2 separate regions of the Callithrix jacchus genome follow, and region 1 is linked to region 2. Evidence: chromatin contacts called from public Hi-C data. All regions are on one chromosome and are shown on one strand. Each heading gives the region's core, a stretch centred on a gene start, on an enhancer-like site or on the middle of the called end of the contact. The rest is flanking DNA. Distances are from core to core; before and after follow the strand shown. Region 1 overlaps LOC108588782 (a long non-coding RNA gene). Region 2 holds the start of MBNL1 (muscleblind like splicing regulator 1).

Region 1 (2,851 bases), core at 56-2,555, 68 kb before region 2:
AGAAGGGCATAAAGACATGCTTTGCATGTGATTTTATGAGATTATTGCAAAAATCAACTCTCCATATGCAGACTAATCTGAGACATTACAGGGTTGCTGAAAATGCTCTGAAGAAAGCAATGATGTCACATGGTGCAGTAAACAAATGCTGGAATTGTGGCGGTTTGGGGGTTGGGTTACTGTCAGGAAAGTGGAATGCTTGCTAGCATTGATTTAACCGCAAATATTTGTAATAGGGATTCTCAAAAATTAGGTAGCATTCCTGGATGATAAGACATAGGTTGTTGAGCCCTAGGTACAACGTTTCTGATTCACTAGTTATGGTGTTAGGTCCTAGAATTTCTAATCTGTCTCTAAGTGACGCTGGTGTTTCTCTAAGGGATGCTGGTGTTCCTGAGGAGACCATTGAAAGAGGAGTTTAAAGTAAGTCAAGATCAGGAAAGGAATGTAAATATGAGAAGCTGTCACAATAGAACATAGTGAAGCTTTTACGAGACAGAAGTATGCCCTGCTTAAAGTATTCAAGTTGAAAATGAGATAATGCCAACAGCAATTAGAGTAAATGCAGTTTAAAACAAAAAGGATATGAGCCTGATTTATTCTGTCTGCTTCTTGAATGTAAAAGTTTTTAACGGTCATTGTCTATATTACTGAGTTTTTATATACTCCAAGTACAAACTTGATTGTGACTTCATTGAATTTAGTCTCTATATTTTCGTTGCAGAAAACTGAGGCTCATGGAGAAAATTAGAAAATTTAATGAGAAAGCCACAATGAAAAATCTCAAAAGGAGGGACTTTAGAAAAATGACTACAGACACCTAGGAATTTAAGAGGTAGACTGCCACGTGCTGCAGGAAGCTCAGGAGAAACTGACAAAAGTCCTGGACAACAAGTATTAATCGCTTGTAAAAAGCATTCAAGGGCTGGCATTTAAGGAAAAGAAAGCCGACATTTGTTGGAGGTCTATGATATGCTGTAATTTCTTCCAGGCATCCTTGGAATGTTTTTCTCATTTATCCTCACAATTATTCTATAAGATGGCATTGTTACTACATTTTACAGATAAGGAATCTAAAACTCAGAAACATTAAGAAACTTGCCGGATGTCACATATCTAGTAAACGTGAGAGCTGAACACAGACCTGCCTTATTCCAATGACCATTTGGTTTTTGTTATATCACTGGCTTTTACTCAGCCACAAAATTGAGAACATGAGAGGACTGTCTGTACATGAAACGCTTCCTTGGTCTACCTTTCAACCGGAAAAAAAAAAAAAAAACAAATTCTTCTTTCCAGACAGTCAAATAACAGAACCTTATCATCCTGGAAGACAGACAGTATTTTTAATTATTTTAGCAAAATACTCTGGAAAAGCAAAGTAAAATAAAAAGAGCTTGAGTTTTAGCCATCAACTCACTAAATTTAAATCCTGGTTTCATTAAATCTTGTCATTCTGCTTTTCCCAGTAACATACCAGGGTGAGGTAAATTATATCTAACTAATATGAGAATAAATGAACCTATGTGACCCAACTTAAATTTACATGATATAAATAAAATGTTCAGGCATAATTCCTGCCATACTACAGATGTTGCAGAAATATTATTTCCTTCTACCTTTGTCTAAGTTAATATTATAAGCCAAAACACTCAGAAAATGTTCTTACTACTCGTTAGCAACTCTCTTGTTTTTCTCAGCAGTCCCTTATCTGAACTCTTTCACTTTTGTTTCCTGTTCCACTGGTCTCTTCCGCTTTGCAATGCTGCTAATCTTTTACTGAGCAAATGTGTCTTTTGTCTTACACTCTTTTATGAAGTGCATACTAGCCCAGATCCTAACATTCTGTAAAGAAAAAATGCTACTGAATGCAATGTTTAAGCAGTATGAAATGGCACCTGCATCATCATATTTCATACTTTCATATTTTTGTTTATATTTCTTTGAAATTAGTTTTAGTCTTTCCTGTGTGTAAAAATAAATATGCTCATTGTAGAAAATACTAAAAATGCAGAACTTTTTAAAGTTCTCCAAAATTTTGCAACTCAGAAAAACCTCCACACTGTTAGTATTCTCTCTCTCTCTCTTTTTTTTTTTTTTTGCAGGCTTCCTTTCACCACATTTGTGTGTGTGTGATCATAATTGAATTCGAAATGGGTTATTGCACTTGAAATAATATCATATTCCTTTTCATTTGTCATTAGAAAACAATGCAATAACATAGCTTTGAATGGTGCATAATATTTCATCATATAACTATCCCTGCTGTATTTGTTTATAATCTCCCCTGGGAAAAGAGTTGCAATACAAATATCTATTTAAATTGCTATTGCTTGAAAAATAGAACTAATGAGAAAACACACAATTACAATGCATATTCAATCTCATAATTGTAGAGTGTGTACAGCTATAGCTTTAGCAAAAGAAGAATTAAAATATTAAAAATTCACTAACATTCACTAAGTGTCTCATGAATAGTTTTACCAGTTTATGTTGTATATTGTTATTATGCAAATGTTCATTGATATACCGTTTTGTTATTGTTAGGAAGGCAATAATTTTCTATAAATACTTGTTGAATAAACAGAAATAAAAAAGACTTTTGTAGCTTTATATTCCTATGGTACAAAAAATACTTTTCAAGAAGGGAAATACCATTTCCTAACCTTACACAAAATACATATGGTAGATGGATAGAGGTTTATATTGTCATTGAAAGAAAATTTTCAATTTTAAATTTTAATTACTTTTTCATATTCAAATTCCTCTATTAGTTCTTTATTCACAGCTGCTATATGAATACAAGCAAATTTTTCATCCAATGACCCTCTCTTGCAAAATCTTTAAAAAC
Region 2 (2,700 bases), core at 11-2,510:
AGTGCTTTGTAGATCTAGCTAAAGGTCAAGAACTCAAGTCAGCTATTCGTGTCTCTGGAAGGTATTTCTGCACTTTAGCACCTTTCTGATGTTTTTCCTTCACCTCGAGCTGGCCTCACTCTCTTCAACACAACCTAACCTGCAGGAAGAACGTTATACCATATCCAACATTTTTGTCCCAAATTGTGTCCCAAACGTGGGACCAACGTTTTTCATCAAAATCATCCTTGAACAAGTTATCGGAATTTCTTACAAAGGAAATCCTGCCCCCAATCTCCGAAACTTTATCACACCACAGACGTTCAGGATTCTTTCCATTCAAAGTGAAGCCAAGTTACACCTTATAACACCCAGTGAATTGTGATATGGGGCTGTGGTTTATTTGCTTTGGCGACAATATGGCTCACTTGCCATGAAACATACCAGTATTTAATATGTTATAAATATAAATATATTATATAAAATATAAATATATTTATTTTCAAAGAGGGAGCTTTGCTTTCTATGAATCACAGTGCAAAGTTGAGAATACATTGTAAAGTCCAAATATTATTTACAAACTAGAAGGAAAGCTGGCATGTGAGTGTTTGTGCTTGTGTGACAGTTTCACTAAGGAATTCCAAAACTGTGGACAGCCTGTTACTTGAAGAAAATACACAGTGGCAGTCTTGCAGATGTTTTTCCCGCCTGTTCACCCGCCAGTTTCAGAAACTGTTTGGTGCATTTTAAGGCGGCAGTCCCAACAGATCCAAGGATTCTAGTCTAATAGGTTCCTAACCTTCAGTCTAACCTTCCCGGCTTCCTTGCAAAGCCCGGTGCATGGGCCTCTTTCAAAACGGACCCACTGATGTGCCCGGCTAGTCGGTAGGAGCAGAAGTAGCCGGAGGGCGTCCAGTCTGCACGCCCGCCGCGAGGTTACAATGTTGAACGCAAAAGATGGAAGATACCAACGGGAGGCCGAGGGGATCCACGGCGCCCACGCGGGCTCCCGCTTCCTCCTGTTCTCGGCGCCGCGGGGCGAGCGCCCATGACCCGTCCTTGCGGACTCTCTCCGGTTGAGAGGCGACCCTGGGGCCCGGGGAAGCGCGGGAGGGCGCCGGCGGAAAGTTGAAGAGCGTTTTCCTCGCCGCCGCGTGCATTCAGGAGCTCGACGAGTCCGCCCTGGGCTTCCTGGTGGGGCTGGGCGGGCGGGGGAGGGGCCGCGCAGCAGCAGCGGAAGCCAGACCTCGGCGATAAGAGGCTGCACAGCGACATGCAACAGTCTTTTCACTGCAGCTGAATGAGTTGTGGCGCCCACAATGCTCCCGTGACAAGGAGCTGACAAGTTCTCTTTTCCGTCGCGGGCATCTTGGAATCATGACTCCCACAATGCCTTGGGCACTCGGTCGACAGTCGGGCCGCCTCTGAAAAAAAAATGTGAGAGGTAAGTTTCCATTTTCACAGTTTCCCCGCGCCGCTCCGCCGCGCTTCATTGTTCGGACTCCGGCGGGGCTGCCCGTGGCTGAAGGAGGAAGTGCGAGGAGGTGCTTGCCGGCCGCGGCTCTCCCGGGCCGGGGCGGGCCGCGCGCGGTGGTTGGTTTCGCGTCTCTCAGCACCTCCTGCCCGGGGGAAGGCGGGAGGCTGAGCTGCAGCAGCTCCTGCGCCCTTCCCCGCCACGGGCTTTGCGGACGCTGTCACGGCGCAGCCGGCGCACGGCTTGGCAGCCCGGAGGGACCGAGGGAGAAACGGGGGGCGAGAAGAGAAACAGGTGCGTGCAAGTGTACTCACAACTTAATGACCTTTGTCGGGGGAAGGTGCGAGTCCCTCTGAGGCGAGCGGCGCGCGGGTTCTCCCGGCGGCTCCCGCATCCCTGGCCCCGGGGCTGCCATCCCGCCCGGTTTTCATCTGGGCCAAATATGTGCACGCAAAGGTTAATTCTCTGCCTGCTACCCATAAATTACGCATGACATGTTTAGCTGGGCTGCCTTATATGGAGAGTGCTGTATTTCTGGCCAGTTTGCTTTTTGCCAAGTTTACAGGGCGGAAGACGCCCTGTGGGAGTGGGCTGCCTCCTCCTCCTCCTCTTCTTTTTTTTTCATCGTTTTGTAGTGCGTCACTCAAAAACTGTAAGAAAAGTAAGTATAGAAGCTTTTTGGGTGGAGCCGCAGTTGATTGATTGAATTGCTTTCCTGAAAGGTTGAAAAGAATGAAAAGTAGTTAGTACTTGGGTTCTGGTTTTTAGACAAAAGCAGGACAAATATGTAGCCCCCCCTACTTTTTTTTTTTTAAACGGAGCCGGAATCTGTTATTGGTAGTAATGTGTCATGTGAGAATACTTTGATTCCAGAGCCTGTAACACGAGCAGGTATATGGTGACGCTTATGCCTTCTCCTAGCCCAGCGCTTTACAACAACAAAGGTGCTGCTGCCAGACTCATACTGTGTTCTTAAGGCTCTCTGGGGCCCGGAGGGGGAGTATGCGGCTGTTGGGATTTTGGGGTCTGTTTCTGTGGAGTATGCCTCCCCAGGATGAAAATTGAGTAAGAAGCTGCCAGAAAGGTTGTTGCCGCTGACTTTACCTTGTGTGCCCACCAGCACAGGCACAAGCCATAGCAGATGGATGGCAAACTCTGCCATATACTCTGAGGAATTTCTTAAATTAATACGGTAGGAGAGAAGTCATAATTAATGCTTTTAGACTTTCGGGCCCTCTGCAACGTGC

What was found. Hi-C and Micro-C count contacts between places; a contact is called where the count stands out from the background.
Region 1: a Hi-C map of skeletal muscle shows a contact between it and region 2, with 4 times the contacts expected there. The contact joins the enhancer-like site here to the promoter of MBNL1 in region 2. A contact is called at or near these places in 2 of 3 Hi-C or Micro-C datasets (both in skeletal muscle).

Annotation. Positions count from the first base shown.
Region 1 is chr17:33,116,290-33,119,140 of calJac240_pri, reverse strand. All of the region lies in intron 1 of LOC108588782 (a long non-coding RNA gene), which reads right to left. Among named protein-coding and RNA genes, the nearest start is that of MBNL1, 68 kb to the right of the region's middle. Within about 2 kb of position 1,305, at least 9 of the 16 cell types and tissues checked have an H3K27ac peak or open chromatin away from gene starts, as enhancers often do. A contact at or near this core is called in skeletal muscle, where this site is marked.
Region 2 is chr17:33,048,240-33,050,939 of calJac240_pri, reverse strand. It overlaps MBNL1 (muscleblind like splicing regulator 1), which reads left to right and starts at 1,260. Exons shown (of 12, transcript XR_614783.5): 1 at 1,260-1,423.